6 separate regions of the Mus musculus genome follow, and all the other regions are linked to region 3. Evidence: chromatin contacts called from public Hi-C and HiChIP or PLAC-seq data. All regions are on one chromosome and are shown on one strand. The core of a region is the stretch at or near the end of the contact, and the rest is flanking DNA. Distances in the headings are between cores, read along the strand shown. Region 1 has its middle 12 kb from the start of Gm31431. Region 2 overlaps Gm31431 (a long non-coding RNA gene). Region 3 has its middle 3.1 kb from the start of Mir99a. Region 4 has its middle 65 kb from the start of Gm31258. Region 5 overlaps Usp25 (ubiquitin specific peptidase 25). Region 6 has its middle 210 kb from the start of Mir125b-2.

Evidence for each region. A called contact is a pair of places that touch in the nucleus more often than the background predicts. HiChIP or PLAC-seq counts read pairs in DNA pulled down with a chosen protein or histone mark.
Region 1: a Hi-C map of uterus shows a contact between it and region 3, with 6 times the contacts expected there. The contact joins two enhancer-like sites. A contact is called at or near these places in 2 of 39 promoter capture datasets (hippocampal neurons and neural stem cells), 4 of 484 Hi-C or Micro-C datasets (cerebral cortex and uterus) and 6 of 115 datasets of contacts at active chromatin or transcription factors (embryonic basal ganglia, embryonic forebrain, forebrain and 3 more).
Region 2: a Hi-C map of uterus shows a contact between it and region 3, with 3 times the contacts expected there. The contact joins two enhancer-like sites. A contact is called at or near these places in 1 of 39 promoter capture datasets (neural stem cells), 3 of 484 Hi-C or Micro-C datasets (adipose-derived mesenchymal stem cells and uterus) and 1 of 115 datasets of contacts at active chromatin or transcription factors (embryonic forebrain).
Region 4: a contact with region 3 is called in an H3K4me3 HiChIP or PLAC-seq map of embryonic forebrain, with 5 times the contacts expected there. The contact joins two enhancer-like sites. A contact is called at or near these places in 3 of 39 promoter capture datasets (hippocampal neurons and liver), 11 of 484 Hi-C or Micro-C datasets (cerebellar granule neurons, cerebellum, cerebral cortex and 4 more) and 12 of 115 datasets of contacts at active chromatin or transcription factors (PVALB interneurons, VIP interneurons, astrocytes and 7 more).
Region 5: an H3K27ac HiChIP or PLAC-seq map of neural progenitor cells shows a contact between it and region 3, with 2.7 times the contacts expected there. The contact joins two enhancer-like sites. A contact is called at or near these places in 3 of 115 datasets of contacts at active chromatin or transcription factors (astrocytes, neural progenitor cells and stem cell-derived neural progenitor cells).
Region 6: a contact with region 3 is called in an H3K4me3 HiChIP or PLAC-seq map of embryonic forebrain, with 3 times the contacts expected there. The contact joins two enhancer-like sites. A contact is called at or near these places in 3 of 115 datasets of contacts at active chromatin or transcription factors (astrocytes, embryonic forebrain and neural progenitor cells) and 1 of 9 other capture datasets (adipose tissue).

Annotation. Positions count from the first base shown.
Region 1 is chr16:78,099,923-78,104,113 of GRCm38.p6, forward strand. No RefSeq gene overlaps it. Among named protein-coding and RNA genes, the nearest start is that of Gm31431, 12 kb to the left of the region's middle. Within about 2 kb of position 1,924, at least 42 of the 459 cell types and tissues checked have an H3K27ac peak or open chromatin away from gene starts, as enhancers often do. A contact at or near this core is called in embryonic basal ganglia, heart atrium, neural progenitor cells and 2 more, where this site is marked.
Region 2 is chr16:78,050,153-78,054,579 of GRCm38.p6, forward strand. All of the region lies in intron 2 of Gm31431 (a long non-coding RNA gene), which reads right to left. Among named protein-coding and RNA genes, the nearest start is that of Gm31431, 37 kb to the right of the region's middle. Within about 2 kb of position 2,194, at least 9 of the 459 cell types and tissues checked have an H3K27ac peak or open chromatin away from gene starts, as enhancers often do. A contact at or near this core is called in uterus, where this site is marked.
Region 3 is chr16:77,593,460-77,598,156 of GRCm38.p6, forward strand. No RefSeq gene overlaps it. Among named protein-coding and RNA genes, the nearest start is that of Mir99a, 3.1 kb to the right of the region's middle. Within about 2 kb of position 1,267, at least 140 of the 459 cell types and tissues checked have an H3K27ac peak or open chromatin away from gene starts, as enhancers often do. A contact at or near this core is called in PVALB interneurons, VIP interneurons, astrocytes and 12 more, where this site is marked.
Region 4 is chr16:77,235,451-77,240,036 of GRCm38.p6, forward strand. No RefSeq gene overlaps it. Among named protein-coding and RNA genes, the nearest start is that of Gm31258, 65 kb to the right of the region's middle. Within about 2 kb of position 1,656, at least 101 of the 459 cell types and tissues checked have an H3K27ac peak or open chromatin away from gene starts, as enhancers often do. A contact at or near this core is called in PVALB interneurons, VIP interneurons, astrocytes and 10 more, where this site is marked.
Region 5 is chr16:77,097,278-77,101,500 of GRCm38.p6, forward strand. The region is part of intron 18 of Usp25 (ubiquitin specific peptidase 25); the gene reads left to right. Among named protein-coding and RNA genes, the nearest start is that of Usp25, 85 kb to the left of the region's middle. Within about 2 kb of position 2,139, at least 51 of the 459 cell types and tissues checked have an H3K27ac peak or open chromatin away from gene starts, as enhancers often do. A contact at or near this core is called in neural progenitor cells, where this site is marked.
Region 6 is chr16:77,849,573-77,854,294 of GRCm38.p6, forward strand. No RefSeq gene overlaps it. Among named protein-coding and RNA genes, the nearest start is that of Mir125b-2, 210 kb to the left of the region's middle. Within about 2 kb of position 2,914, at least 35 of the 459 cell types and tissues checked have an H3K27ac peak or open chromatin away from gene starts, as enhancers often do. A contact at or near this core is called in embryonic forebrain and neural progenitor cells, where this site is marked.

The DNA.
Region 1 (4,191 bases), core at 674-3,173, 510 kb after region 3:
AAGCACAGAGTTACTTCTAAGAAACATAATTGCTTCCAGAAATTTCTAAACCACTAAGAGAATGTTTATATGAAGTAAGCAATAGTCACAAGGACTGAATAAGCCCATTCCTACACACATGGCAGCCCAGCCCAGGCACGCATAAGAACTGCAGGAGACCCATGTGCAGTACACATCACTATGGTCAGCTTCTTCCTGCTTGCATTACTCTTGCCACCTGCCACCATTCCTCTACCATGCAACACTGGAGAGCAGAGGCCTTCAATAGCTCAATGAGTCCGGTTCACTCTCCCAAGTCTTCACCCTGGCATCTGTCCTCCCAGCCTTCCTTTCATTCCGAAGTCTCACATCCTTTCTTCACATTGTCTCTTACTCAATTGCTTCCTTTTATCTCTTACGGATGCTGATCTTCCTTGATCTTCTGGAATAGTCTGATGCTATGAAGCAAAACAATACACATTCTGTACTTCATAGCTGATGATAAAAAAAGGATGCTGAGTTGCTACACAAAACTTGGGACTATTCCTCATCTCTGATCCATCCTCATCTAACTTTGAAAGAAACGTTGGAGGAGTGATCTGTTGTCCGGGAGGATCTTGGAGAGTCCCATTGTGTCATATCAGGTTCCTTGTCTCAATGAATTGGAATAGATACCCAAGGATCAATAATAAAAGTATAGATCTGTGGACAGACGGAGTAAAAGGGGCTGCAGTCCACAGACTCAGCCAACTCAAGTTTAGATCTGAGAGTTCTTTTCCAAGCTCTTTGTATGAGTTAGAGCTAGAGCAGCCCCTCCACAGGGTAAGAAAGAGGATAGATCCTTATCCTGATTGATTGACAGGCTGATAAAACTTTGGAGCATCCCTACATGGGTCATTCATCCCATAGTTCTAAGCATCTGCAGAACCTATCATGTTTACACATGAGATGGTAGATCCATGCTTTCCCCTGGCAGGTCACTTGAAGGTCAGACTAGCCTTGAATCAGTTAAGCCAAATTCTGGCTTAAGCCTGCTTTCTTAATATTTCTTTTGACCCTAAAGTACCTAAGCCCCAAATTACCCTCAGGAGACAAAGTGCTGATGTTGCCCCTCCAAGAGGTGGAAAATAAGGAGATGTGCCACCAGAGCTGGACTGTGCTACAGTCTCCTACCTCAGGGTCATACACCCTGAACAGGAACAATAGAGAATGGACAACTACTACATGTTCTTTCTCAATTTATTAATGCTTAAAGAGATGGAAAGATTAACCATCGATTTGATCATTATATAACATATGCATCTATCAAATTGTTGCACTCTACCCTGTAAATCTATACAATAAAAACAATGATTTAAAAAATATTTACTGATAGCAGAAATCACAGTGTCCATGAATCCTGGTCAGAAATGCCCGAGGAAGTCTGTAAACCTCTCAGAACAGTTAGAACTCAACTCAAGCTCCAAACGTCTCCAAACACGAAAGCTCTAATAAAATAAGTGAGAATCTTCCATAAAACTTTAAGATGCCAAAGAACAGATTTTTATCATTCCCCACCACGCAAAATGTCACTGTCCAGAATCAGAGCTAGGATGTAAAGGCTTTCGTCTGAAATTTAAGAAAAAAAAAAAAAAAACACACACACACACACACAATAATGACCATTGCAGTGTACAGAAAAAAAATCACAATGTGTGCTTCTGGCTCAGAGCAGCAAACAAAAAGGTCTATGTTGAGGAGTGATTGATGTAGCTGGTTTGTATCTTTAATACTCCAGGGCAACAGAAAGAAAGCAAGGAGAATTTAATTTCCTCTGATTAAAAGTTGCGTTTTCTTTTCTGTCTCTTTCTTCTTTCTCCCTGCCATCTGTCTTCCACATCGTCCGTCGTCCCCACCCCTACCCCTGGCCCCCTGAGTTTTCTCTATTTGTACCCGGGTGGCTGAGATCCAGAAGAAAGGTGGAGTCTCATCGTTTGGGTGGTCCGAGTAAATCTTTAGTCTTTGGCTAACCTCTCCTTAGACTGGAAAGTGGCCAAGAATTTGCAGTGTTAGGGAGAGTCACTTTGAAAGGCTGCAAAGCGTCCATCTGGGTGCATGTCAATACAGTTTCCCTGGTTTAGTAAAAAAGAAGGGAACAGAAACTTTCCAGCCAGAGCAACAACTATTTCTCCCAAACTTAAAAGTGCACCCTTGTATAAGCTGTGCTTCTTACCAGTTATAATGTCCCTTTATTTCAGTTTACGGCTTGACCCCTCCTGCTAGCTGAGCCAACAAACTCGTCATTCTAAAGAAACTACTCCACCCGACATGTATTCTCTTTGTTCAGATTCTCTACTCTCTCTTGCCCTCACAACATTTCATTAAATGCAGGCTCAGGACAGATCGGATTTGCTTTTTGTATCTCAGTATAAATTTAGGAACATCAAAATCTCTCTCCACGGCACCTCCTCTTTATTATAACATTAAATTAGGTTCGGGTTCATTCTGAAAGACCAGTTGTATTTCTTTTTAATTAAAAGGAGAAATAAAATCTCCTTTTTTCTATAAGTAGGTTCACAAAGAATGCAGGAGTTATTTCTCCCAATAATAACTTAACAAAAGAGATTTAAATCCTCTGAATTAGAGGGAGGATTAGAGAGGGAAAGTCACCTGCGTAGTTCGAATACATTATCACAATTATTGAAGGGGATGTATCTTTTGGTACCTGGCAAAAGTTAATAAAAATACCCACAAAGGTAACAATGATGTAGTGTCACTTCAGTGAAAATAACCCAAATTGCTGCCATTAGAAAAGGTTCTAAATCTACTTAGGCTCATCAATGCAGGCCTAGAAATTTCTAATGAAGAACTTCATCAAAGGAAGGTTTAAACACTTCATGCAAAAATCAAACTTGTAAAATTAAACTCAAACTGATTCAATTTTTAAGGGTCTCAAGTTCCCACTATTCTAATCTCTTAGCTGTTGAAATCATTCTTGAATCAAACTATGTCAGGTGGGCTACAAGCAAGGAAATGGATATTAGACATGGAAGACTGTGTAACCAGTCTCCACTGTTGGGCAGCTCCCTCTGAAAACCCTAATGCTATAAACTGTGATCAGAATGGTACTGAAAAAGATAAGCAGTACCACACTGTAATAATGCAAATATGTGACCTGGGTTAAAATAATTAGATAAACCATACTTTTAAAATTAAAAAAAAAAACTCCAGCAGAAATGATATTCAAAGAAATAAAGGAAACATTTCAAATTCACATTTGAAGATTTGTTTTATTTTGTCTGTTTGTTTTGTATGTGTATACACAACTGTGTGAAGGTGGAGCCCAGAAGAGGACATTGGAGTCCTTGGAATGGAAGACAAAGATGTGAGCCACCCACAGTGGTGCAAGAACAGCAAGTGCTCCTAGCCTTTGGGACATCTCTGCAGCCCCTCAAGTTTGCATTTGAAACTTTCTAGGTTTTAGTATATTTTTCCTATTAAAAAAAAAAACAAAAAACAGAGCTAAACTACTGACTGAAGTAAAAGGGGGGGGGGGGTAATTCAGATAATACCAGACTAATGTTTTAAAGAACTACAAACTACTTAATTCCAAGTTATATCTACATTTTTTGAATCTTTTTATTGGAAATAGATTTTTATATGAGAAGAAAATCATATGATTTTTCCGCCTCCCCCAGTTCCTACCAGATCCTCCCCCCTTTTCCCATCCACCCGAAACTACACACTGTCCTTCTCTCTGTCATGAGTCTGCGTGTCTCAGTTGGTCTTGAGTATTTGCGGGAATCCTGAAGACATGGGCTCTAATGACAGTGAAGAAATTGATTTGTCAGCCAGAATGAGAACAAGCAGGCAAAGAGAAAGCCAGCTTCCCTCTTCGGTGTCCTTTACATAAACTGCCAGAACAAGAATGGCCCCATCTCGGAAGATCCAGAGTAACTGTAAATCTTCCCAGGTCAAACACTTTCAATTAAGGAAAATCCCTTATGGGTGTACCTAGCCTCTTAGCTTCTATGTGTAGTCAAATTGACAACCAAAAGTAGATATCACACATATCATTTTCCTTTGTGTATATATTATGGTTTCTGGTTTTGTGTTTTTATAGGATTGCTATGGGTATGAATGGCTGTATTTCTATGTATACATGTGCTTCTTACTATTTTTCTTTGGCTTTTTTTCTTTTGTTTGCTTGTTTGTTTTGTCCTATTCTGATTT
Region 2 (4,427 bases), core at 944-3,443, 460 kb after region 3:
ATATATGTATATATAATATATATAAAATAGAAATATGTATTACTTTCTGTACAATCCTGGTGACCTTGATATCATCACTGGAATGCACATAAAGATTGTAGGAGAGAACTAACTCCACAGAGTTGTCCCTTGGCCTCTACATGCATACCATGGAACATATACACATACATATACACATCATGCAGAAAAATAGTCTCAATTAGCTGTTTGTTCATTCATTTATATACAAGCTTTTTACCATATCTATATTAGTGTGAGCATTAATACAAGTGTGGTAAATTTAAGGGTGATGGGAAATAAAAGTCAAAAATAAATCCAATAACTTTTTACCCAGGAGTGAAGTATGCAAACTGAAAGGAGACAAAAAATACATAATTTTGATAGAATCCCTATAGATGGGGCATACTGCCATGTAAATGGCACATAAAAAGATATTATTTTTATATTAAACAAAATCTCAGCAAACATACATATGGCTAACAATTAGAGCAATATAAAGTACAAATAGTACTTAATCATGTGCTGCAAAGTTAACAATAAAAAATTTCCATGAACAAAATGACCCAAAGTACTTTTAAAAATTATATATATATGTGTGTGTGTGTGTGTGTGTGTGTGTGTGTGTGTGTATACATACATACATACATACATACATACATATATACATATATACACACACACACATACTGTAGAGGGGCAAGGAACATTGTTAAATTTTAAATTCTGTTGGGTACAGTTTTGTTGCTATTTTGGCTTCCATAATAAATTTGACCCTGTCCTTGATAAGCCTACCTTCCACTAGGTATCAAGTAAAAATTGAATCATCATCATCATTATCATCAGTAGTAGCAGCAGCAAGAACATAGAAAGAATTATCCTACTCAGTCCACAGTGAAATATCCTCTTTCAGGTAAACTCATTCTCTAAGTTCCAATCTTTCCATAATTTCTCCAGCCACAATCCACAACCATTACACAAAACAAAAACAGTTTGCCTATTAAGATATGCAAAAGGCCCTGTCACCCTTGTTCCTAGCCTTCCCTGAGCATGGTGTTGTAAGTTGTCCTGGTCAGAACTGTGGTCAGCTGGCTACCATTTCATCTGAGGTCTTAGCTGTCTGAACCCTTTTTACTCTTGAACCATTTCTCTCTTGCCATGGCAAAATATCATGACAAAGGCAACTTATGAAAGATTTTATTTGGGCTTATGGTTTTAGAAGGATGAGTGTCTGTCGTGACAGGGAAGCATGGTAGCAAGACGCAGGCATGGCAGTGAAAACTAGATGCAGACAGTTGACACCCTTTACTGAAAGCATGAAGCGAAGTCAACGATCTGAAGTTGGTGAGACATTTTACTCTCGAAGCGCACTGCCCCAGTGGTGGACTTTGCCCAGCAAGGCTGTCTCACCTAAACTTGCCCCAAACACACCACCAACCAGAGAACAAATATCTGAGAGTATGGGGGACGTTTCTGATGAAGCCACTACTCCTCTATCCTCAATCTCCTTGCAGGTGTCTTTCCACAAGATTTCTATTGTTTGTCCACTTCCGGCTTTAACCAATGACTGCCTCCGAGTAGCACGTTGGGTGGTACCATCCCGGTGCCCTTCAGGACTGCCCCCAGGAAATTCCTGCTATCTTGCTCAGCGCTTTTGCACTTGTCAGCAGGGTTGAATTTCAAGATCTACCAGAATGAAAACTACAAAGCAGAATGAAGTCTTCTTAAAGTGACCAAAATCACGTCACTTCCTTCCCTGCACCCGCAACACACAGCCTTGTTCCACTTTGCTTCTAAAACGTTGTCTTCTAAAACACTTGATGGGCGAGAATTCATTTAATTTTCAATTCTTGTTGCACTGCTTAACGCCTATTGTCTTTGTGTAAGACGCCCTCCATTCCTACACAAAGTTTTGTATTTAATATAGAAAGGAACTTTTTAATCTTTTCTCTGCGAAAGACAAGAGTGTGCAGCTGCACATAAATGCTAGCTTCATTTTCTCCCTCGTTGTATCTATGCTGTGGCACGAAACTTTAAAAGGAAGAGAACTAAGAGAAACACACGGAGACAGCACTATCTTTATAACCTCACTGGGCTGGCCCTTTCCCTCATCCTCGGTTTCAAAAGGAGACAACATAAAGCCGCATGCTGGCAAGTTGATCACAGTCAGGGAGGGAATGAGCTCAGCTGTGTATAGAGAAACTCGGTTGTTTTTCTTTGATTCATCCCGATAGCATCACACTGGGTCAGTGTCTTGTTTATGCTGTCTTTATTGTTTCTGGTCTTAGAACAATAAACATCCCTAAGTGGTTTCAATTACTGCAGCAAAACTGTGCAAATGAACTTTGGCTTTGTTTCATATTGAATAGAGGGGCTTTATGATTTTATAAACGGAGATGATGTTTAGGACTCTTGCCAAACCTGTCCTATAAACAATGAAGAGTCACATTTACCAGCTTTAGGCCTTTAATCACCCAACTATACTTCCCTTGATATGGCTAAAATATTTTTAACCTTGTCTCATAGAGATGAATGAGAATGATCAAATTATCTGTGGATTCAGCAATAATTTGGATAAAGAACAGGACATTTCGGCTGCTCCTGTATCCCTGCGCTGAGGCCTTAATTTCCCCTTGTATATTTTCTTTAGTTACAAGAAAACATTGCTTGGTTGTCATGTAATTTTAATAAGTTCAGCCCACAATCCTATCAGAGAGGATAAATTATAGTATGCTATGGTAATAGACACCCTTACTCCCGATCTTGCAGCTTTCTCAGAATAAACATCTGTATTTGAAAGTACATAATCAGGATAAACATGTGGGCAGAGGGATCAGTTCTAGAGACTAACAGCAGTGGAGCCCTCCAGAACTAAAATCCAAGGCGTTGGTCCAGGAGAGATTTGAAATATTTCACCTTCCATTTGGCATAAGAGACTGCCTTAGTAAAGCACTTATTCATAAAACTTAAAGACCTGATGATATAGAATCTATGATATAGAATCTATGCATACAGAAGCCTCAGTCATTAGGAGAGTTGTGTTGCTGATATAACAAAGTATGTAGGTAAATTAAACAGCATGTTTATTTCCTATAGTCTTAGAGGCTATAAGCATGACTGTAGTGTTAGCAGTTTTGGTTTCTTCTGAGGCTTCTGGTCTTTGCTGAGAAAGGAACATATTTTTTTTTATGGCTTTACTGTGTCTCCTCTCTGTGCACACGAGTACCCAGCATCTCTTCCTCTTAAAGGGTGTCAGCCAGATTGGACTAGGGTTATCATTATGACCTTGTACAATCTTAATTATCTCTTTGCCGGCAATACTACAAAATTCGGCTATACTCCAAAGCTCTGTAAGTTGGACCTCAAATTGTAAATTGTGTGAGGAGCACCATTCATCTTATAGCAGTGAATAACCATCACACCCCTGTCAGGGTGTTTAGGCAGCTCCGATTTACAAGCTGAAGTACTTTGTAAGCAAAAGTTAAGTGGACCGATATTGAGCTACTTCCCCGAGGATTTAAAATGTCTTGCGCATGAGAAAAATCTCTTAACCACATTTAATTGAAAACACTGAATGGTATGTTTAGAACAATGCCTGTATTGTTTGAACCAGCTGCCTTAAGTTTTTACAGAGTATACTATCTCAGTTATCATTAACTATTTTCAAACCAGAAAACCCCAATTAAAAGATACCTAGGAACTTATATCAATATTTTTTGGCTTTTAGAGAAGCATCACTTATTCATTTGACTTGTTGTTTAGCATCCTGATTCAACAGAGTTAGGAAAATCTGTAATTATGTGTGTATATGGGCTAAATATTCTCAAAATGTGTTTCTGTGGGATGAAGCTATGTTGCATTTATTTATCATCTTTCAGCTAACCTTGCCAACCTTCAGTTTTTTTTATGTTCACAAAAAGGATTCCTAGGCAAATGGATGGACCTGGAGGGCATCATCCTGAGTGAGGTAACCCAAACACAAAGGAACTCGCACAATATATACTCACTGATAAGTGGATATTAGCCCAGAAACTTAGGATACCCAAGATATAAGATACAATTTGCTAAACGCATGAAATTCAAGAAGAACGAAGACCAAAGTGTGGACACTTTGCCCCTTCTTAGAATTGGGAACAAAACACCCATTGAAGGAGTTACAGAGACAAAATTTGGAGCTGTGACGAAAGGATGGACCATCTAGTGATTGCCATATGCAGGGATCCATCCCATAATCAGCTTCCAAACGCTGACACCATTGCATACACTAGCAAGATTTTGCTGAAAGGACCCAGATATAGCTGTCTCTTTTGAGACTATGCCGGGGCCTAGCAAACACAGAAGTGGATGATCACAGTCAGCTATTGGATGGGTCACACGGCCCCCAATGGAGGAGCTAGAGAAATTACCCAAGGAGCTAAAGGGAACTGCAA
Region 3 (4,697 bases), core at 17-2,516:
GTTTTGTTTCAAAGTCTTAAAGTGGGAGAATAAAACAAATGTGCTAGGCTTGTTGCGTTTACAAAAAAAAAAAAAAAAGAAAGAAAGACAAGAAAACAGATATGCCTTTAATGACGAAAACTCGCAGGGCAGGGCATTCAGTCTTCCGGTTTGAGAACCATTCGGGTGCGTTGAGAAACAAAGTTGCAAAGTAAGCATGTTCAGACCTTTATTTGCTAATTTTTTGTAGGAAAGATCTCTCTCTCTCTCTCTCTCTCTCTCTCTCTCTCTCTCTCTCTCTCTCTCTCTCTCTCTCACCCTCCCTCCCTCTCCCTCCTTCTCTCCCTCTCCCCCTCCCCTCCCTCTCCCTCTCTCCTATGAGCCAGAGTTTTCTGTGCAAATGAAACAGGCGTTGTAAGAATGAGATTCACTTTGGACCACTCTTCACATTCCAAGTCATGACTGCGTTAAGCAGCACAATCCCATCTCTGGTTGATGGGCAGAAAAAGTGGGCAGCTTGCCAGGTAGACGTTTCCATGACTCCCAGCCCCCAAAGGTGATGCGTTTTTCAGCTAATTCAATGAAGAGTGGGCTGAACTTTGGGTCTAAACGAGACAATAGCTGCCTTCGCAGTATCAGCAGAATGGTTGATGGGAATGCCTCACTCTACATTTGGCAGAGAATCATGTGACCTGACGACTGAGATTTTGTGATGGTGCCAACGGAGACTTGGAAGCAGCAAACGGCCCTGACTTTTTTCTTCTTTTCTAGCAAGGATCAGAAAATGGTGGATCTTAAGACTTGACTTTAGCCAGTCTCAGCAAGCAACTGAGCTTTGAAGCACAACCTCGTCTTTATTCTGGGCTTTTGGCAGGCCACCAGGAGGCTGTCCCTTTCACGCCTGATAAATTCGGCTGCTTATCTCTAAAGAGAGAGAGAAAAGGAAAATAATAACAGAATATTGAGGCATAACAAGTGAATCCTAAATTGTATGTGCTTTTTTTCTTTTGTTTTCTTTTCTTTCTTTCTTTTTTTTACCTTTCCTGACTGCTGTTTTGTTTTGTTTTTTAATTTTTATGTTAATATCTTTTCTTTTTCCTTTTTTTTTTCTTCTTTTGGTTACTGAAGAATTCAAGTAGTTTGGGTTATTTATGTATGTATGTATTTGGTTTATAATGAACAGGCATTTGAACTGGTCGGACAGGACGACAGAGCAGTGAGCATGAGATCATTGCAGCCGAGTAGCAAACTGGCACCCAGCCTTTTCACCCCTTCGGTTCGGGAGACGAACGTGTGCAGTCCTCGTTTCTCAAGTCAGCCTGGAAGGATTCCGGGACTCTCCCACCTTCTACCATTCTGCTGCCAGTCGGTGGCAACGATTGGTGCAGATTCTGCGCAGTGCTTTGTGCCTGGAATATGGAGAAGGAAGAGAATGAAGACAAGCCCTCTGGACCTCCTTCTCTGAGAAATACCGGGAGCCCAGAAGAAACAGAAAAAAAAAAAATCCAAAACAAAAACAAAAAACCAAACCAAACAAAAACCCTGAGCTTCTCAGTATTCGCCAGAGTGCTGAAAAATACTGATAATGATGCGGAATGCCTGCGTGAAAACAAAAACAAACCAAAAATGCAAACCGAGACAAACCCAAAAAAGCAAACTTTGGTTTGTCTAACTCCTGAGACATCGGGCTTCGTTAAGCAGCTTGGAAGGCAACACAAATCTATGACCCTTCTTTCTTTTATTTATTTATTTTTGTTATTATTTCAAAAAACAATGGCCTAAGAGCAGTACATTGCACTTGGTGAACCCGCACTTTCATACCAGGTATAACTTTTTTTTTGTTTCTTTTTACGCTTTCTATTCCATAAATTAGACTCCTTGCAGTTTCAATTTGTTCTTATTAACTCATTACCCACTTTACACTTTTTTCTTTTGCTTTCTTACTCTAATCGTGATTAGCGTAGACACTAAACTGGAATAAGAAAACTCTCTATAGACATAAGCTCCTGCTTTGGTTGTTCACAGAAGTTTTAGGCAGACAGTAGTGTGTGTTATCTCTGATTTTTGTGTCCAGTAATATATTTTGTGGAGAAACGGGCTTGGGAATCAGTAGTAGTAAGGAAAGTAAAACCTTTTCTGTGACTCCTAATTTTAAATGCAAAAGAAGAAATTTCTCGAAGTTCTAAAAAGAGATCTTGCTTCAAAAATGCATCCATATAATGCTAAATAAAATTTCTTTTCATGCCGGTTTCAGTAGAGGAGAGATGGGAATAAACAGAGCGGATTCTCCGTTGCGAAGTAAAAAAAATAGCTTGTTCCTTAATAATTCTACTTCTAAAAATACAAGGAAAAAGAATTTGCCCTAGAGCAGTTGGGAAGCGTTGGAAGTTGCCCTTCACTGTTGTGGTGGGGAAAGTCTGTACAAACTTGCTTTCAAGTTCAGAGTTGCTTTGGCTCGGCAGGTGAATACATTGCATTCTAATTATTTTCTCTATTTGTAGAAGGAAATTGCTGAGCAAGTCAACGTCTTGTAACAAAATGCAGCTTTTCCTATTTTAGTGGTAGAGGGTTAAATGATATGCCCCCTTTAAAAACTTCTTTACTAAACAATGTTTCTAAACATGCAAGAAAATCTCTAAAAAGAAAAAAACGTTTTGAGATATGCAGTGTGTATCAATGAAGATTACAATGTTCATACTAAGAACTGGCATGATAATATTAGCTATGAGAAGAAAACTTTAGCATAATTGTTATGATTTTAAAATTATATTTCATGATATCATAAACATCAAGGATAAACAAAGAGAAATATTATACAGCTGGTTAATTCTGTCTTCTTTTCAGTTATATTATGAAAGGATTAACAGTTACCCAGACCTAATATAAAGATAATATTTGAAGCAATGTTTTATTGACTTTATCGGTTATTATTCACTAATTATTTGCAGAATAGCTCTTCTTCCTCCTTTGTTATTAGAAAGCCAACTTCCAAAGGCTTAATTAATATTGATAAACCTGTTTTCATGTTTCATGATTCTTTAGTTTAAAAAACATTATTTTGAATCTTATTTTAGGAGCCATTAATCTCCACACTCTTAATTATCTTATTAAGCTCCATGCCAAATCCAAAGCTCTTTTCAGCTTTCACCCCTTCATTGTGAAGAACCCAGTCGCTTCCGTAAGAGACACGTCCTTTCACTTTGAGAACTGTTCCCGGGAAAGCAACACCAACCAGAATGAACATGTAGCTGCAAACTGTGAAAGTATTTCTGTGTCATATGAGTATCCTGGGGTGGGGCCCTCAGACCCTGCCAAGCCTTAAGGAATAGACTTTTAAGGCTTTCCCCCATTTTGACATTGTCCTGTCTTCCCGGCCACCTCCTTCCTTTGCTCCCAATCTACACAGATGATCCCTGTAGGTGGCAGTTGTCTGATATTTTTCCTTTTGTGGTTGTTTTAGGGGAACACTTAAAGTGCATATGAGAAGAGAAGAGAATGACCACAGGAGAAAATCATCTCAGGTAAAACGAAAAGGCACAAATGTAGAGAGTAATTAATCTTAGAATATTAAAGAGAAAATGATTATGTCTGTGTTTGGTATAAGAAATGGTCCTTCCCTTTATGAAGCTACGTATTTGGGATTTTCACTGATGGTTTTCCTTCAAGAGTTTACAGTATTACTTGCCTTTGTCAACCTTTTGTTTGGTTTTGTGATCAATGCCCAGTGTCCATCATTCTGAGGACATATGTGTATGTTGATTTATACAATTCAGGTACAAGATGGTTGAATAGGAAGCTATTTAATGAAAAGGAAAATATGTTCTCAGTGGTTATACATTATAAAAGGAAGTAAAAATCTGATAGAAAAGTATAAGCTCATAGTTTATTTTTAATCTTTTCCATATATCTAGTAAGACAATAATGTCAAAGTATATTTTGTAGTAATAAAAGCTACAGCCAGTGTTTCCTCTTTCTTTTTTTTAAACATAAAATGTATAAATATATAAGGAAATACTTTTACTACAATTGGATGCATGATTGTTGATTATTTACTACAGTTTTAATAAGTAGGAGAATGATTTGAAAATAAATAATGGTGAAAATTTGTGTAGGCCAAATTATCTGTATTAAACTGGAGAAAATACATTCTATTTTTATTTATTTCAAAACATGCCAAATCATGAAGTAATTACTATGCAGTATTATTTTTCACAATGAAGATATAATTAAGAAAAGCTAAATCATTTTAGATATGAGTGCAATGATTAACGATTGTACAACTTATAATTTTGCTTCAGATGAGCTTAGAATCCTAAAAATGTACATGTAACTGGCTTCATGTGTGCTTACTGGCTTGCTTTCTTACAGTGTAGTAGCTGACAGAATTAAGAATCATTTATTTCATTTCAACCTGTTGAACAGAGGAATTATATGTAGCTGTGTATTTTGTTGAAAGGATATAGTTCTTGGGAAATAGATTTAAATGTGTTTTGTTGAAAGGGAATGTATGCTCCTTGGTGTGATATAAGCGACTACAAATATTCCAGAATAGCAGGAATAACACCGATCATGTCATTGATTTTAGGGTTTTTTGATACCATATCTTTTCCTCACTGCTGTAAAAGTTTAATTTCATCCCCACTGTAGGCACATGTCTGTACATCTAGAATTTGTGGGTTTTGTGTTCTTTACCTAGTCAACAAGACCTCATTTGTTTA
Region 4 (4,586 bases), core at 406-2,905, 360 kb before region 3:
TATGAATATGTAAATATAACGTGCACAGAAATAATAGCAGTTTGCCCAGAGACCAGGCTATAGTATACTGATTTTGTATACTCACAGAATATTTAATTTTTTAAGCAGTCAAATTAGTGCTGCAAGATATACCCTAGTTCCGTGATATGGAAATGCGCAAATGGAGCTTAGGCAGATGCCCACGACAATTGAACTGCAAATAAATGAACATCTAAGCCTAACCGTGGAGAGACATGTACATTATTTAGCTTCTTACTCTGATGCTTAGTGATACAGAGGAAGTCTTTAGGTCCTTAATTACCTTTTATTTGCTGACTAGATTCTACCTCCACAGCTCACACCAATAAATAACTAGACTAATGTTTAAATCATGCACACACAACACACACACACACACACACACACACACACACACACACACACACACCACATACTTTTCCTTTGAAGCAGAAAATGATGTCTATATTCACCCAAGTGTTGTGGAGGAAGCATTAAGCTTTGGGAAGGAAATAATCGGTGGATTTTTATTCCTGAAGTAAGCAAGCATGTTCGTGCATATTCTTTCTGCATACATGCCTATGCGTCACTCAGTGCAAGCGGTGCCCCTGCAGCTTTTGCGCAGTAATTAGATTGGTGTAATCACAGTGGAATGAAGACAGCCACACTGATAATTTCACAGTGAATATTAAAGACATATGTGCCTTCCAGTGTACAATAAATGAACCTGAACTGCTGTCAGGGTCTAGGAGGACAGTGTGGCCAATGCACCTATTGTGTCCCTGCTGCAGAAAGGAGCCTGCCGATTGGCTACTGTCTGCAGCACATAGCACTGGCTTGTTATAAAGGACTTGTCTAGGGGAGAGCCTGTAGGTACTCCATTGTCTGGTAAAGTTCATATGACTGCATTATTTTGCAAGGGGGGTGGTGGAGGTGGTGGTGGAGGGAGAGCTTAGAGGGGGTATCAGCTCAACTGTAAAAGCTATACAGATTCTCTCTCTCTCTCTCTCTCTCTCTCTCTCTCTCTCTCTCTCTCTCTCTCTCTCTGTCCTTCCTCTCTCTCTCTCTCCCCCTCTCCCTCTCTCCCTCTCCATAGATCATCTCTGCTTCATGCCCTGTCTCATTTCGCATAGCTAAAAAAAAAAGAATGCTAATTAAGATCCCATGTCTTAACCTGAAAATAATGACTCGGCTGTAATTAGAAATCTGCTGAGAGTTTAAAATTCTAGTAGGGGACCAAAAGCATCAGTTATGGTGATTAGGAAGAAAATGAAGAAGTATGTTTCTGTAATCAAGGTAAACATGGGAAAAGGGGGATTCCCTCATCTTTTTTTTTTATCCAATTTTAACCAATAGTATTCTGCTGCAGATGAGAAGATACTGTGTTTCAAAAACGATTTTAACCATCAAATTGAAAGAACACAAATCAGTAGCAATAGAAGCCTTAATCCTCCTTAGGATGCAATTCAGATGAAAGACCTGCTTTTATTTTTCTTTTTTGTATGTGTGTGTTATAGACGGATCTGAGAACGCTGTCTGGGCTTCGTGCCAAGGGCTGGTATTCACACAGCAACGACGGCCTCACAGAAGAGCTGTGGGAAGCAGGAGGGCGAGCCTCTCTTAGGGTGCCACTACTATGGAGACACAGCTGGGCTGAACAAGATTTGCTTCAAACGACAACAAGAGAGACAGAAAGTATCTGATTCAACCGCTGCCCAAGCAGGCAGGCACCAGAAGAGCTAGCAGCCAATCCGGCCATGCTCGAAGCCAGTCCTGCAGCTCAGCCAATCAGTGACATCATTGGTGAGAAACTCATTTACATCATGCAGTAATGAACTTTGTTTAACATAGCCTTCCCCCTTTTCCTATTACCCTCCCCTCCCCCAGATTAGTCCTTCCATTAATTATTCTGGTGGCATAATTTAAATCGCTATGTGAAAATGTGGCTACATTCTTCCTGGTAGCTCTTACCCAGTCTCCAACTGATGTCTGCAGTAACAGAAGTGGTTCTAAGTACAATGCTATTTTGCTTGGTTGGGTCTTGCATATATTATCTTCTCCTTCTTAAAAAGAAAAAAAAAAACTCTCAGAAAAAAAATCCCAAACTTTTGTTTATTAGATGCCCCCTCTCAATGAAATACGTGTTTTCTCCAAGTTGCTGTACAATGTAATAGGGAATGGGGGGGGGGTATGCTGCCATGGACGTTGTGATTTTTTTTCCAAGCAATCTGCATCTTGGAGGTCCCTTTCACGTTTTTAGATTTTATGTTGTAGTGGCCATTTTACATACAGTGCTTTCTCCAAGAAAAAGCTCTATGTACATCTGTCAAATGGAGGAAAGTTCTCTCTTGTTTTATTCTGTCCTTCACTGCTCTCAGCCAACATGTCATCTTATTAATGAATAGAACTGAGGTCATTTCTGAACAAATCTCTCCCTTCCCATCGCAGCACAATGCACCTGATTTGCATCCATTTACTAGAAATACTGAATACAAGAACCAGCTTGAAAAGAAGTGCAGGGAACAGCTTACATATTATTTCAGAATATGACAGGGACATTTGTTTCTCAGGAGGCATAATATGTAACAGCTGCTTTAATGTTTCTCTGAAAATGCCTGCTCTCCATTTATAGTTCAATACCTCCAGTGAATTTATGGGATCATTATATAACCAGAGTTGAGCAAATGAAATCATAGTCACGAAGGAATTCATTTATCTACGGAAAGACATTTGGAAGTACAATGTTGTCTCGCACATTTGTGTTTTGTTGGTCAGGATAACACACTTTGTTCGATAGATGGCTTAAAAAGTCTGAAACATGTGGTCTGAGAAGATTTCTATTTGCTTTACAGATGCCCAAAGACTGAAACTGGGACAGACTTTAGTGTGATTTCTCTTAATTCATATATTCCATGCGTTGTTGCCATGAAAAGCATGTGGTTGTCTAGAACTGATAGCCAAAGTCCATTGTCTATTTTCTATTAAAGGAATGCTTTGGATATAATTATTCAAAGACATGGAATTTTAAAATACACCAACAAAGGTGTCATAACTGTGCACGGTTTTTTAAAAGAAGCTTAGCGAGCACAATGATAGGCATAGCCACACGAAGGGTTTAGACAAGAAGCCCATGGCCCTTTTAATTCATGAGGCATTCCGTCATCCCGTCATCTGTATTCAGGGGGCGACTGTCCTGAATCAGTCATGAGCTCCCCTGCTGCAGATCCTGTAATTTGAATCATGTGTAATAATATATTATCCTACTGGGGGCCCTCTCTCAGTAGGAAAATGGTTTCTACATTCTGGTATAAGAGAACTTTTGGCTGCTAGCCGCCTCACAGCCATTACTCACATGGACAGTCACAGTTGTCCCCCTTAAGGAATAACATCTGCACAACCTTGTCAGCCAAAATTCTGCAACCTCCCCTCCTCGTTATGAATTATGATTTCTTAGAATTGGGAAAGCTAGAAAAACTGAAGCCTGAAAGTGGAAGGCTGAAAGAAACGGATCAAAATTTTATAGCACATGCCAGGTGACAACAGCTCAAATTCCCATCTCTTTGAATTGATGGGTAAGTGGGTGGAGGGATAACAAGCGATTACACCTAAATGCATTTGCTTGGCTAGACACTGCTAAAATGTCATGTGTTCGGTGAGGACATGGTTGTATGTGTGTTTCTGTGGATATCCTAGCCAGGTCCTATAAAAGGGTGTGGCAAAATGGAGCGTTAGCTGAGGATGGAGCCCACAGTTCAGGCAGAGGAATTGTCTCTGCTCTGGGAGGCGAAGAAGTGGTGGAGAAAAAGCCATTCTGCCTTAGGTGCTAATTCCACTAACAGCTCTGGGCTCTGATTCTCTTGTTGTAAACATGACGAGGTCACTGAATTTCTCTCTGTTTTCCTTACCAGTGATAAGCAAACGCTCAGGTGGCACCTTGGCATTTCTCCCTATGGAATATCTTTCTGTTTCTTAATCGCCAAAGTCTCTGTTTGCTCCATGCAGCTGCTTAAGTCCGCCTTTTGTAAAATCTTTGTAAATCATGGCCAAATCTCCCCCTTCTCCACGCTTGTCTTTGTACCTCCATATCTGCATTTGTGGCTGTTAACAGCTTTATAGAGTCACATGTGTACATTTGTGTAACGAGACCCTTACAGGCAGAGACCACACTGAGTTGACCTTGAGCCTGTAGGTCTTAGAATAATGACTTATATTCCCACATTTGGAATTCATAGTCCAGCTAATGAATTATGAGTATATTATAAACCATTACAGAAATTGCAAGAATTACGGAGATTGCTATCATGCTGCCAGCTACTGGGTAATGTGGGTGTCAGCTTTTACCGTATCTACACTGTGCCATTCATTTCAGTGGACATTCAGAGTGAGGCTCAGAAAAGAGGAACACAACTTTGTTGTTGTTGTGTGTGTTTTTAATAATGTATTTCATTGTGTTTCAAATGCAAAATTAAGCTCACAGAATTTGATGCTCAAAAAAAAAAGTAAGCTTCGTCTAGTGAAATTACAAACTAACTATGGCAAGAAAATTATGGTATCAAACTCCACTATTAATTACATGAATTGGTTAATTA
Region 5 (4,223 bases), core at 889-3,388, 500 kb before region 3:
CTGCTGGGATTAGAGTAGGTCATAATCTTAACTTCATAGAGTTGCAACAAAAAGCTTTCTGGAGTAACTAGGACTGTTTGCCTCAAATACTACCATTCAATGTGACTCTGGTCTTTAGTATTTTTATATACCCTTAAGTCTAAAATGCTTTGGTGAAAGCTACCTGAAGTATCTGGTATGCAAAAAGAAAGGCTACAGTTTTGTATTACAATTTGATTAATTAACCTGCGTCTAATATTTACTTTAAAGTGGTTTCATTTTATATGTAGTGAATAGAGATAGTATATAAAGAGATTATAAACCTCTGTGTGTAAAGAGATCGCTTCCATTGTTGTCTTTCTAATCTGCTTGCCAATGGTTTTCTCCTACAGAAACCTGCAAACACCACGAGCCAACCACCTTCTAGCCAGCAAGGTGTAGAGGTGGAGATTCCCCACTTAGGGAAATTTGTGATTGAGGCAAAAGAGGGAGGGTACGATGACGAGGTACCTTGGTTGCAGTGCTCGGCACGGTTTGCTCTCACTCTTTGCAGATATGTACAAACACCGTAGGCATGACTGTACCCACACGCTTCATGTCTGTTGCTGCATAACCTACAGCTTTGCCTCTGATGGTGTGAAGCCTTGCCAGTTACTAACAGAACCTGGATATTAAATATAAGATGAAAGCAGCAAGCTTAGAGAATAGATGAAAAGAATGATTTTTTTTAACATCAGTTTACTCTCAGGCTGATAATTAGAGTAAGATTTGCTTAATTATATAATGCCCATATTACTTTAAAAATAACTGATATTTTCCTAGCAGACTACTAAATTACTTGTATACTTCACTTTAGACTTTGTCCATCATCCCCTACCACCAGAAAGCCCTACAGAATGGCTGCAAGATGGGTAATTGATAGTCTTGCTGCTGTTGACTCATGCTGTAACAACAAACAGGATGCCTGGTGGGCATCACTGAATGCCTGGCAGCGCCTTCTTCTCTATGGGCATCCCGTCTTCCTCCTTCTCTGCTGATTGTCTTAGCTACTGAGTTGTTCCACCAGCCTCCAGCTTTGTTCTTTCTCATGGTAAAGTTCTCTTCCACCCAGTAGTCTGCTTCATCGGACTATTTATCTATCATTACTTGGGATGTATTTTCCCCTTGAAATTCTTTAGGTGGTTCTTTTCTGTGTTTGAGAGAGGACAGATAAGCAATTTTTTAAGTAAGCGATGGGGAAGCTTGGATGATTTGTGGTCAGAGAGATACCACAGCTTTTTAGTGGTTGTATCTTTGGATAAGAACTGAATGTGTGTGAAATATATTTAATTCCTGAAAAATGTATTCCTGAATTTTAATTATGATTATGTAAAAATTAATCATCAAATTTGGAAGTATTGTAAGACATAGTATCACTGTGCCGTTATGAGAAAGCATGCCTACTGACAGGCTAGATTTAAGAGAGAAGGAATGATCAAAGGACTTCGGTAAGCAGACAATGAATGGTGGACACGTGCAACCTTACATGTATGATCCAGAATAAACTATGAGGGACAGTTTCAGGGAACTCGAGGGAGTGACCACAGACTCTTAGCTGCACTGAGACAGCGTCGTGCTACTTATTTCTAAGACATTGGAAAGGCAAGCAGCTAAGGATGAGCCATTTTCTAGAACTGTCTATAGTATATGTAATACTGCCTTACATTGTTCCGTGTTTGCTCTCATACAAACTGATCCAATTTAATGAAAGTACTCACGTATTACAAAGCATCCAGTTGCTTGTTTTCAGTGTGAGCTGGTTTTGGCATTTGTGAAAGAATTGTGACTACTCTCTTTATTGAATATACTACCTTTGGTGGGGAAATTTCTGCCCTTAGACCTGTATGTTTTGATGTACTCTGTTGGCGTCCTTGCCTAACAGTGCATGTGCCTTGAGACTCTTGGTTGCTTACAGATACACTGGTTGCACAGTTGTACGAAGGGCCTTTGCCTGGGAGCAGGAATGAGATTCAACTGGAGTTTTCAGGCTATTCATTTATTTACTAAGTGTTGGTGCCAGTTTTGAAATGGTTCTCTTGGAGAAGTATTCACTTTCTGCTTTGTCCAGAAGGGGGCGCCTTCTTACAATTCTGCACTTTAGAGAGAATGCTTTCTGATCTTTGAACAGACAGGGGCATCCTGCAAGCCAGCTGGGCCACTGCCCAGAGGACTGAATGGTGCTTTGACTCATACATCAGAAACCATTTGCTCTTTTATAAACGCATGAGTGGTAGAAAACAAAGGCTTTTAAGTTGCATGCAAGCAGCTTGTTTCATTTTGTTAAAGGTTTTTTGCTTTTGTTTCTGCATTTTCCTGTTAACCGTTCAGCAAGCTTCCTTTCAACCCCCGTGGCAGGTCATGATGACCCCCAGTATGCAAGGCGTTATCATGGCGATAGGTAAATCCAGGAGTGTGTATGACAGGTGTGGCCCTGAAGCAGGGTTCTTTAAGGTACTATTACCACTTTCTTTTTTTTTTTTTTTAATGTATTGTCTTCTAGCACCTTATCTCTTTAAATAAATTTCTCTTTTCCTGTCTGAATTATGACAATCTGGTATTCTAGGAGCTGCTTGTGTGTAAGAATCCAACATTTCTTTTGTTTTTTTTTAATGCAAATAATTAAAAAACAATGAGAATATTTCACCTGAGTTATTGCAGTAGCGTGTCTCTCCCTCGTTGCCAGTAATGTAATCAAGACATTAAGGGTACGGGAAAACAATGACATGGGCTGTGGAATTGCCTCTGGTCACGGTTTATTTCTTGTGTAGAGGTCACACTGCAGGTCAGTATTGCAATATGCTCCCTTTAATTTTCCCGTTGACTCAAAACTAGTTCTGTTTCTCAAAATTATTGATTCCATTCTTAGGTTTTGCTTCATCTTCCTTGCTTTGCATCTATTCTGAGTTTTAAATATTCTCCTCAACTCAAGAAATGGGAGAGCGTCCCGTTGCTTCCTTTCACCGTCCCACGCATTCATTCCCTTTTAAGTGTGTGCACTCTCCAGAGCCTTATTGTGTGTCCTTTTCATTGGAAAGAGAAGAAACATCATGTCCAAGGCATTACTTTCTGAGATTTACCAAAGACCTCGTGTGTGCATGTGAGCGCACACACACTCGTTTACCAATACCCTAAAGCTTTCCCTTCACCTTCTATAGGTTGTCATCACCTCTACATTGTCATCACCTCTACATTGTCATCACCTGCTCTCTTCCTCAGAAGCCAGACCCTCTGAACAGTGTACAGAACAGAAGCAGTGTACTAATTTGCCTTCTCAATAAGTCCTTATGGATTTGTTAGAAATTATCAATTTTACTGATATTCCCTGGCCTTTTTGAATATCCAACTTGAAGTGTTAAGTTGCAACTTTCTGTTACTATGGCTAAAGGAGAAATTGAGCAGCCTTTTAAGATCAAATGTAAGAACTTAAAAAAAAAATCTCTTCTTTAAAAAAAAAAAGAAGAAGAAAGATGACAAGGCCACCAGAAAAAAAGTAAAGAAAGGAGATTGGAGTAGCTTCTGCATGTGTTGCTAGCTGTGCTCCTTATGGGTGGCATTATTTCCTTCCCTCCGTTGGACCTTTCATTTCCCTCTAGTTGCCCCCACCCATACACTTAATATATTTGACATCAGTTCCTCCCTCTACCAGTTGCTTGAGTCTTCTCTTACTTTCTTTTTACCAATTTTAAATGCTTTTTAACTTTTATTTTCTGTCATTCGGTATTTTGCATACATTTCTGTTACATTGCATTACTTCAATTGCAGCTTTTTATTCAGTGCTCACAGAGGCCAGAAAAGGACATCAGATTCTCTTGGAACAGGAGTCCCAGATGATGGTGACCCAACATGTGGGTGCTGGGAATTGATCCCAGGTCCTCTGGAAGAACAGCCAGTGCTTTAACCACGGAGACCTCTCCAGCCTGCTGTTACAATTTTGTATTCTCAGAGCAATAGAAACCTAGGTTACCTTTAGCCAGGCATAGCTCATTGATTTGAAACCTGTTATTGTTGTTACCGTGGATATTCACTTGATGCGTTTTCTATATTTCATCCATTCCTCGCCTCCTCGAGTACCAGGTACTTATGTACAATGAAAGGAAGAGCTAAGAAAGGGAATGAGAAGTGAGGTTCTGAAACAGGGATTGGTTAGACAGATTGTTCGATAAGTTCTACCTTTTTAAATACAATAAATCTGCCTTTCAAAATAT
Region 6 (4,722 bases), core at 1,664-4,163, 260 kb after region 3:
CTTATGTCCAAGTACAAGAGAAAGAAAAAGGGAAAGCAGCCATTCCTTCCTATATTTGTGAAATCTGGGTTTTATGCAAAACATAAAATATAAAACAATGAAAGTTGTATTAATGGTGTATTTATAAATTGGATGTCAGATTGTGCAAAATTGCTACAATTTGACTCAATATTATTGAAATTACAAGCAACTGAGCATATCATTTATGCGGCAATTCGAACATCTGAATGTTTCCTAATCCTGGTCCTGTGACTAACTAGTTGTTGGAATTTGCAGGTTTTTAAGCACCGGACCATTGTCTGCTAATGGTTCTGAGATTTTGAGCCATCTTGTCTGTCAATTTCTGTCCAGGCTGGAAATCTTCTAATGTTTTTGAAGACCACAATTCTACTTGGTACTCATACACTATTATTACTATCTTAATTATACACATTTATGGAGAGCTGCCTTATCATTAGATGTCTAAGAATGATTAGCAATCACGTTGGCATTATAATTTTCTTTCCTAAAACAATTATTTTAATTGATTTATCAAAAATAGACTTTTACAGATATTTGTTTGAATATCTATGGTAGGAAGAGTTGGCATTAAAAATACATTTATTGTATGGGTGAAGTGCTTCCTTATTAAATGTATGTTGTGCTCTAAGGGGTATAGTGTGCTCCTGAGTGTTGGGGTTTTTTTGTTTGCTTGTTTGCTTGTTTGTTTATCTTTCCCCCTTTGAGTTTGGAATTCTTAATCACAAGCTTTCAACTGTGAGAAAACCACATTCTTATGAAAAAGTTTAAGAGCATTGTTGCCAAGCTTGAATAGAAGCTGGACTTCATAAAAATCTTCACAGGGCCTGTTTTAATAAAGTTTCCAACTGTAATAATATGAGATTGGTTGCCTCATTGAAGTGAGCTGCCAAAATTTACCAATGTTTATTTATGGTTACACTGAATATTAAAAGTATTGATTAGTGCATTGTAAAAAGAATACAACATTTCATATGTGGCGTAAAACAGTTTGCTCCAACTCTACCTATTAGGAACAGAACCTCTCAGGGAATATGGGGAAACAGCAACCATTTCTTTTTAGGTGATGTTTAATATAGGTAGAAGGTAGTTTACTATAGGTGAGGTAGTTAACATTTTACAAAATTGAATTTTCCTAGGCGTTTTGATGAAATGAATTGCAGGCTCTGTGAATCAAATAACTCTAGTAGAAATGGATGGTCATATCGTAACTCTCTAAGACTCCCTAGCTTTTGTTCTTGATGTAGAAAAAATGAGAGAGAGCATATTTGTTTCCAGATGGAAGATTAATTAACACACAAAACTGCTTTATCCATAAATATGGTTCCTTTTGAAATTATAGTAGGTTCACCAAAATGCATAGATGCACTGCCTTTGAACTAATTACAGGAAACCTGGTACTAGAACAAAAGTTAAATAAGTCATAACCAGTTGTTTTTCTTTCTTTATTCAAATCAAGTAGAGCTGCTACTATAAATTGGAAATCTGCATCTTTGTTATTCTCATTATTTCTTTATGCAAGGTGTTTGCTAGAAGGGGAATCAGACTGTCTATTTACAAAATTATGCGACAATCTGCATAATTAGTTTGCATATGTGTTAGGTTAGTTATGAATGATTAGATTGTTGTTCGGAGTTAAAACGTCTGAATTTTAGAAGAGCCAATCACTACAAAATGAATGGGATTATTTTAGGCAGGAAAAAAAATCCAAATTTCAGAATTAGACTACTAGTGTCAATGGGATTTAGAGTGAGAAACATTATTTACCTCTACCCAGTAATGATACAAGCTAAATGGAAGAATCCGCATAAACATGACAGTGTAAGTCACCACTAAGTACAGTGTAACTTAAATTATTTCTGTTCAAGTGCATTTAAAGTGTCAATTAATTGCCTCCATTTCAAATGCACACCTTTCCCCCAATTATCAAATTAAAATTTGAACTGAATCAATGAGCACAATGATAGTTTAATTATATTAAACCCCACGAAATAAACAGTGAGGAAGTTTGTGCAGATGGCCACCCGTGTCTGACACCTCCAGGCGTAGCCAGTGACAAGTACCATTCTCTCGGTAAATAAAACTGCTTTATTTTACTGCCATTGACGAATCCTTGCTTTTAAAAAGATAGGAGAATGGGTTGCGATAGAAGGATTTAAGGGAATTACAGAAGGAGAAATCGCAGACACAGATGTACTTTTTTTTCTAAGGGCACCAGGTGTTTTAAATGCCACCAGAAGGGTGCTCCAGGCAATTCCATGCTGTCCAAGATAGCTTGGCATAGATTATCCGAAAGCTTTTGTGTCTTTTCAGCTTTTGATTAAAGGCCAGTGTCAGGACTCCTCGGGGCTTTTGCTTGGTACAGTAAAGCCAGAGGATTTTTTTTTATGTTGCTGCCAAAAAGATGCCAGTTAGGATAATTACATTTCAATTTAAATTGGTAATTTTATGAAAATTTAAACGAGAATATGTGTCACCCAAATCTCCTCACTTTTATTCCCCCAAAACATGCACACACACACACACACACACACACACTCCTCTTGTTTAGGGGGACACTGACAGCAGTACACCAGAACCTTCCCATGACCCAGAGTATATGTGCCAGGAATTAAACAGATGAGCAGAAATTGCACAGAGACTGTTTTCTTTGTCCAAATTCATTTTCTAGCCTAGATTTATCACTAGTGTACATTGGAACCATCCCAGGGCATCCTAGCATCTAGCATCTTTCTCCCTGCAGATGCCAGCAAAAGAAGCTTGAGACCAGAGCTGTAGTAATCAAGACACTGTTTTCCATTCCCAGCCAAGCTTTGTATTTGTTAACAGGATGTAGAAAAGGAATCAAACCCACATAGAGTCTCTCACCATCTTGGTGAAAGGAAAAGGACACAAGTGGCCAGATGAACCCCGAATTCTCTGTCTGCCACTTTCTTTTTCCAGGACACATACGCAAGCTTGGCAGCACCAGCAAAGTGGAAGTAATGTTCCTTTGTTTAGAATGCAGTGTGTACGAACATTTACATAATAAAATACACACACAAATAACAGATGGCGAAGAGACACTCATTTCGCCACATGTTGTAAGCACAATATCGTTCCTTGATGATCTCATTTCTCTTACTTCTCCCTCCAGATGTCTACCAGCTATTTAACCTCAGGGGTTATTCAGATGGTGGAAGGTTTTGAAGACAGCCACAAAGCTGGCTATAGAATGTTTCTTTTCCATCATGTACAAATGCCCTTTCTGGATGGAGTTATCAATCCACAAAAAAAAGAAAGAAAGAAAGAAGAGAAGAGAAGAGAAGAGAAGAGAAGAGAAAGAAAAGAAAAGAGAAAGAAAAAAGAAAAGAAAAGAAAAGAAAAGGGAAGAAAAGAGAAAAATGAAAAGAAAAAAGAAAAGCAAGAGCTTTCTTCTGTACAAAAATAAATAAATAAATACATTTTTCATGGGATTTGTTGAGTAGATATTGTCTACCATGAATCCTGGCAATATGATGACTTTGAAAGAGGTCGTTTTCTTCTAAGTTTTTTTTTTTTTAATCCAAGCAGAAAGTGGTTTATTAATACTTTGGGTTCTTTAAGGACACCTTCTTTCAGGAGTCCTTCTGAAATGAGTAGAAGTCTCCAAGATACTTTGTTCTCACATGTCAATCAGTTACTAGGGTTACATCTCAAATATAAGTTAAACGATATGTTATGTAATATAAGCTAGTAAATATGTTGTAGTGTTAGCTCTCCTTATAATCAGATAACAATTCTCTCAAAACACATGACCCATTCTTTGCAATGAGATCCATCATATTTCAACAAAGTACATTGATAACATGTATCATTAACTTTTTCTTTTTATAAATGCACTTTACTCAAAAGAACATATTAAATGTTACCATGTATAAGAGAAAGCCATACCATATGCACTTTGCACAGATATATACATGTTAAGCTACCAGACAATAACTGATAATTCAGAATAAGAATCTGCATTGGTTCATCTAGAGTTTATGACTTCCTCTAAAAGAATACATCCTTAACTGACATTTAATGTTGAAGTCTAGTATGAAGGTGTAATATTAAACAAAAATGCATCAAAATATGAATATCAAAAATCACTCTCCAGTATCAATGTCTTTAAAAACCAACAATGACATTATTCATGAAGGCTAAAATTTAAAAAAATAGTCTGACATGCGTATCCTGAAAATAATATTCAGAAATAAGACTGTTAAATAGGCTAAAATATATGTTGAAGTTTACTTGAAGGCATGAAAAGAGATAATTTAGCATATTCCTGAGAGCTGTTTAAGGAAAAGTGATGGCCAATTGCACACAGATACATGACAAGAGAGTCTTTAACAGATAAAAAAAATGAGAGAGAGATATGGAGACAGAGACACACAGAGACAAAGAGAGACACAGAGAGAGAGAGACAGAGACACAGAAACAGACAGACAGATCGTCAAACAATTATGATAGTTCAGAGAGAAAAGCAGGTAAGGAAAGAGGTTATCAGATGGTTGGGTGGAGTGAACAAAAGTCTTGAACTTTGGTTATTAATTATAAGAAAAAGGCAAAGAAAAGAAAATATGAGAAATAAATAAAATGTTCGAGGGCTACGAAAGGAGAGCAAGCATTGACAGTTTGACAAAATTTACCAGGAATCATTAGATTGAAAGCTTACCACTCCACAAGAGCCTATGATGA